Regions from separate parts of the Sus scrofa genome. Here region 1 is linked to region 2. The links are chromatin contacts, called in public promoter capture Hi-C maps. All regions are on one chromosome and are shown on one strand. The core of a region is the stretch at or near the end of the contact, and the rest is flanking DNA. Distances in the headings are between cores, read along the strand shown. Region 1 holds the start of EXOC2 (exocyst complex component 2). Region 2 overlaps EXOC2 (exocyst complex component 2).

The links. Promoter capture Hi-C pulls out the DNA fragments that hold promoters and counts their contacts.
Region 1: a contact with region 2 is called in a promoter capture Hi-C map of liver, with 5 times the contacts expected there. The contact joins the promoter of EXOC2 here to the enhancer-like site in region 2. A contact is called at or near these places in 1 of 5 promoter capture datasets (liver), 6 of 47 Hi-C or Micro-C datasets (alveolar macrophages, embryonic fibroblasts, fetal heart ventricle and 3 more) and 2 of 2 datasets of contacts at active chromatin or transcription factors (alveolar macrophages and skeletal muscle).

Annotation. Positions count from the first base shown.
Region 1 is chr7:339,904-342,819 of Sscrofa11.1, reverse strand. EXOC2 (exocyst complex component 2) reads left to right here and starts at 1,350. Exons shown (of 29, transcript XM_003128146.5): 1 at 1,350-1,766.
Region 2 is chr7:278,980-281,776 of Sscrofa11.1, reverse strand. All of the region lies in intron 7 of EXOC2 (exocyst complex component 2), which reads left to right. Among named protein-coding and RNA genes, the nearest start is that of EXOC2, 61 kb to the left of the region's middle. Within about 2 kb of position 1,281, at least 4 of the 83 cell types and tissues checked have an H3K27ac peak or open chromatin away from gene starts, as enhancers often do. A contact at or near this core is called in liver, where this site is marked.

The DNA.
Region 1 (2,916 bases), core at 101-2,600, 61 kb before region 2:
ATGCCTCACAGCCACGGGGAGCCAGGCAGCTGGAGTTCTACACCACCTCCCTGCCCCTCTTCTGCTCAGAAGCCTGCTTCTGAGCCAGGGAGCCCTCGGGTGCTTTGGGGTTACCATGCGTCCAGGAAGGAAGCCCCGAGGCACAGGGAGCAGGTTTCCCAGAAAGCAGCTTTCAGAGAGCAGGACAGGTGTGGGTGGGCTCTGGTGGGCCCTGCTGTTGTGTTCTCTGGCCCTCTCGCTGGCTCCTCATGCCGATGTCACACCCACATCAGGAGTGGTGATGGGCTGAGCTATGGGCTCCTCTGCAGTTGGTCTTGGGCCCATAGAGATCCTCAGCATCTTCCTGTCACTCCCTCTGGGCTCCCTCACCTTCCACCAGCACTTTTGCTGACCCAGACTGCTTGCTTGATGATGTGACCAGACTTTTGTCCCTCTTGGGTCTGAGCCCCTGGTTGCCATGCCCCCATCAGGCCAAGGTTGCTGATATCACCAGGCACGGAAAGCTGCCCAGTGAGTGCCCAGAAGTAATCCTTCCTGTCCCTACTTCCTCCTGGTTATAAAGGTCATTCTTGCCTCCTGAATGAGAAGAGTCTTTAGATTTAGTGGAACATTTTGTCCCCTGGCAGAGCATCATTTGCTGCCGCAGGTGTCAGGGTTCTACTTCAGACAAAGCATCACACGCTATAAGGTTCAAAATACCTCCTGCATCCCATAGAACAGCATAGCAACCCTGCAAAATGTTACCCCAAGCCAGAGCCACAGCTGTGCCTTTGAGGCCGTTCTAATGTTCTACCAGGGTGGCAGCTTCTGAGTGTGTGATGTTGGGGCAGAAACTGTGCCTCCTGTGTTACTGTCTCTTTTGTCAAACCCTACTCACTCTCAAGGGGGTCCCTGCTCGAGGCGATTAAAGGGGAAATTCCATGACGATAAATCAGACACTGTGAGCAACTGCAGTGATGCTTGCCAGAGCCCTTGCAGGCCAGGAAGACTAAGCCGAACCCACATCTGCATCTAGGTCTGAGCCAACTCCCTTGCCACCCAATGGCTGGCTGACTGCAGGGAGGGAAGCCACCGTCCACCGGCAGCACCTTGGCCTCGGCGTCCAGAGGACGCACGCAGCGCGCAGCTCCATCGCTGCCCCTTCGGCTACTCTATTCGCGAGGCCCGGTGTCCGCTGGGACTACGCGCTGGGGTAACGCGCAGAGCCGAGAGGAGAGGAGCAGCGGCGGGGCACAGGAGCAGCCACCGCCAGGGCTCGCCACCGCTCACTCCGGAACACCGGGCGCGCGGCTCTTCCCCCTCAACCCAAAGGCCGGAAAACCGCAGGCCCTTCCGCTTCCGCCGCTTCCCCGGGAGGCGCGTCACTTCCGGCCGGGCCGCGGGGGGCCGTCCGCTGTCAGGCAACCCGTTCCCTCTGGCTGGGTCTGGACGGGCGCCTTTCTGTGTTCGAGGCCAACGCCCCGCGGTGCCTGCCGGCTGAACCCGAACGGTGCCCACGCTCAGGGGGCCGCGAGGCCACGGTCCCCGAGTGTCAGCCCGGGGCTCCAGAGGGTCGGAGTCGCGGCCGGGTCCTTCGCTCCCGCCGGTCTCCCAACTCCCGCCCCCATCCAGCCCCCAAACCGCGGCCATCCGGCGTTCGGCGCTCGACTGCGCGGCGGATCGACGCCTTCGGCGCTCCGGCGGCGGAAGTGAGGGCGCTGAAGGCTGGGCGGCCTCGGCCCGGGGTCTCCTGCTTGAGCGCTGGGTCCGTGCCTGCCTGTCTGCAGGTAGGTGTGGGGGCCGAGGTCCTGGCTGAGGGCCCGCCGGGGGTGCAGGCGGGAGGGCTAGCCACCGCCGTCGGCCTCGCGCCGCTCTGCAGCCCTTACGGTGCGGAGGGGCGCCTGCGGGCGTCGCGGAGCCCTGCCTGGAAGCCCGGCGTGGGCCTTGGGAGTGCCGGCCCGCAGCGGGAGGTTGCACTTGGCCCTGCTTGCGTCCTTACCTGTCACTGCGCAAGGCTTGAGAATTTACGGGTGAAGAGCGAGGAAGAGGCAGGCTTTGCTTGTTTCTTAGGTTGCACCACTGGAGAGCTCTCCCGGGTGCCGTCACTGTTTTTACAGATTGATTGTGTTGTGCCCATTTCACTGGCGAGGAAGCGTTAGATCAGGGTGGTTACGGAACTAGTGTGAAGCCGGGCAGTTACTCATTGTTTAGCAGCGGCGGAGGCAGCGTAGTGAGAGCATCCGAACCTGTGCTCTCTTTCTCCTTCCAGCCTGGGCCTGCCCAGAAGGGCAAGGAACAGTTCGCGAAAGAGCTTGTCTGAATGGAAGGAAGCTTTTCTTAATCGCTAAAGCGTTTCTTAGTCGCTGAAGAAGACGTGTGTCACTTGTTTAAAAAAATGAGTAAACTTACAAGGAAAACTTAAAAAGTATTGTAAAAACCACATTTAAATTAAGTCATTCGGGTGCTCTATAGTGAAAGCTAGTTTTAGTTGAGGTCATGTGGACCCCTCTTCCAATGCACAATAATATTTTGATTATACTCTGGCCAGGCTTTGTGTAACGACACAGGAACTGGAAGCCAAAAGCTTCCCAAGGAACATTTGTGTTAAAAGTTGTTGACTCAAAAGGAGGTAATAGAAAGAGGATGATGTGGGCTTAGTACTTAAATGTTCTTTCTGTTTGGTTAAGTAGAAACTCTGTAATTTTAAACAGCGGATCCCCCAATGTAACTTGGAACAACTCTTGGAAGTTTCAGAAAGTGACTTTTTCTTCTTTTCAGGTACTTAATTTCCTGAACTGAATATTATTTTGAAAATGATACTTCTCTAAAGATGATTATTCACCTCCAAAGTTAAATTTTCATTCATTCCACAAATATTTGAGAGCTGGATATATGAATCTGATGAGAAATGAAATTAGTACTGAAACGTGGCACAGG
Region 2 (2,797 bases), core at 32-2,531:
CTTTTAAAAATCATTCTGCTGTCCGTCCAGAGAGTGGATTGGCAGAGTACTGGTCAGAGACCGGGGGAGGCTCGGCAGAGGTGCGCAGTGCAGATGGAAGGGTCGGGGCTGGGGCCTTCTGCCAGAGAGGTCATGAGGTCAGAGTGAGCCTTTGGTCACCAGGTGGAGTGGGAGTAAGAAAAAGAGCGAAGTCCTGGTGACCTCCGGGCTTCCGGCTGCTTCTGCGGAGGGAGGAGCAGCTTTGGGGCACGAGGAGGGGGTAGAGGGGAAAAGCTGGTTTGATTTGTCACTTTCTGAGTGTGTGATTCCCCAGCGTCAGACTGCCACTGTCCTCCTTGCTCCCACAGCTTTCCAGCTGTGCCCCAGTGAGCAAGTTGAATAACCTCGCTGTATCTCAGTGCCTGCATTGTAAAATGCAGATAACAGCAAGTGCCTGTTCATGTGGGTGTACGTGAGCAGGTTTCAATGATTTAAGAATTAACACATGCTCTTAGCACCATCAGGATTTTAGAAGAACTAATAGCAAGTTTTGCAGAGCAGCATCCACACGGAGCAGGTGCTGGATATTGGCTGTGTAAGCCCCTTAGCCCTGCTTCCTCCTGGGCAGGAGGGGCCCTTGCATGCTCAGACTTTCTGGCTCCTCCTGTGGCGTCTTCGTTCTTGTCATCCTTTTTCACAGCTCTTCCCAAAGGCAGGTAACCCCAGGGCCTGCGAGTTGATTGTCCACCTGGCATCTTTCCTCCGCCATCCTCCGTGCTGAAGTCTGACCCCCGGCCTCGGGTTCTCTTCCTGCACCCCAAGTCCTGATGGCCACCCCTAGCTCTGCTGGCAGGGTTCATTGAAGGACTAAGACGGTCCCTTAGGATGATGCTGGGATGTCTCACCTGCTCTCCTGGGGTCTCCTATAAACAGCAAGGGGCTGAGTGAATCACCTCCCTGGGAAAACAGGAGTTCATCTGTGGTTGGCTAAGAAGAAAGGCTTTCTTTGTGATAAGTGAATTCGAAAAAAAATTGTTTGTCTAGTGAAGATGGTTCTTAAGCTAGAGGACACATCTTGAGCTGTAGACGTGAGAGTCGCCAGGATTGAACGATTTCCCCAAGTGCTACGTGTGAAACGAAAAGAGAGACCGAGGGCTGAACACACTAAGGATTGCCCGTGAAGGTCCCGTTTTCGAAGGAGCTGACTCTTGCGCAGGAGTAAATGTTTAAACAACCGGTACTCCAAAAAAAGGAAAGAAAAACGAACCCAGTATTGGCCTTGGCATAAATTTTCCCGTTGCCATTGATTTCCAGCCACCCCGGTGCACTTCCCAGACCCAGGCGGGAGGAGGTGGGAATGACAGCTCTGAAAGCAGTGCTGGTGCCTTGTCCCCGTCTCTCCTGCAAAGTGCTGGCTGTGGGCTCACTCTTTGGTGCCGGGAACCCCAGGCCTGGCTCTGTGAACAAGCAGGGGTGACTCTGGTGATACGTGGTTCATGTAATGTCACCCCATTCCAGGTGGCTTCCTGTGGCTCTTTTCTGGAGCCTATTAAGAGGAGTGAGACACACAGCATTGGGTTGTTGGGTCTCTGTGTCCTGGTTTTGCTGTGAATTTAAGTGTCCGTTTTCAGTGTATACCTCAGAGTTCATCCACCCTGGGATCCTGTCCCCCGCCCCCGCTCACACCAAGCAGACGCACAGGTAACACATCGCGTCTGTGGCCCCGGTGTCAGGGGCCAGTGCCATCAAAAGGGACAAGAGAGGGCTTCGTATCTACTTGAGTAAACATGCTTGCCGTTAGCAGGCACCAGCAGTACATGACTGGCTTTTCTAGATGACGGGTTCCTGGCCATTTTTTTCGTTGTTGAGACGTAAGGTCAATCGGCAGGTGTGAGTTTGACTGGTGCAGAGACCTGTCTGCCCGGCTTCTTCCGGCTCTGGGGAGACGCAAGTGACAAGCGCCATCGCGGGTGTAAGGTGCACAGAGTGCCGGGGGGATTCACGCATGTGATGCCACGTGACCACCCCCACCACCACCCCCCGCCGCCCAGTGCCATCTCTTTGGGGCGAGAGCATCAAAGAGCCTTTGAAGCTGCAGTAGAGTGTTGTGACTGTGCTCCCGGTGCCCTGCGTCCATCCCAGACCCAGTCCTCCTGGTGCCGGGGGTCGGGACCCTTTGACCCGCCTCCCCTGTGTCCAAGGGCTCAGTTTTGCAGGCGCCACGGCTCGTGATGCCGGCGGCGTCTGTCTTCCTCTGACTGACCGCACCTGCCCCGGGGCCCAGGTCCATCCTTGCGCCTCCTCACGCTGAGGAAGACCTCGCTGGCTGCCGGCCCAGCTGAGGCCAGTGTCGCTGCTGTCAGGCCCGGTGTGTGTCTGCCATCAAGACCAGGACGGCACTGTCCCCACGAGGGGAAGCAACCGCCTGCAGGCCCGGACGAGCCCAGGGCTGCCTGACCGCGCCTCTCGGTGGCAGCATGTGGCCGCCCACCCCCCTGGGCGCTGCGTGCGGGGCCGCCTGCGGCTCCGATCCTGGAGGCAGCAGCTGCCCCCCTTCCTGGTCGCCTCAGAGTCCACGCGGCGAGCGTGGCTGGCAGAGCTGCAGGTGACGTCTCTCCGTCTTCACTCTTTTATTTTGTCATTGGATCGAATCACCCAGTTACACTCAGAGCTTACGAACTCCCCGCATTTAATTGAGGCCGTAACGTCCACGACAGGAGAGTGATTGAGGGACAGACATTATCTATGAATTAAGTTTGTATGTTCATAACATAATTTCTCTGTGCATAAATTAAAATTGTATGTATACATTTCTGTA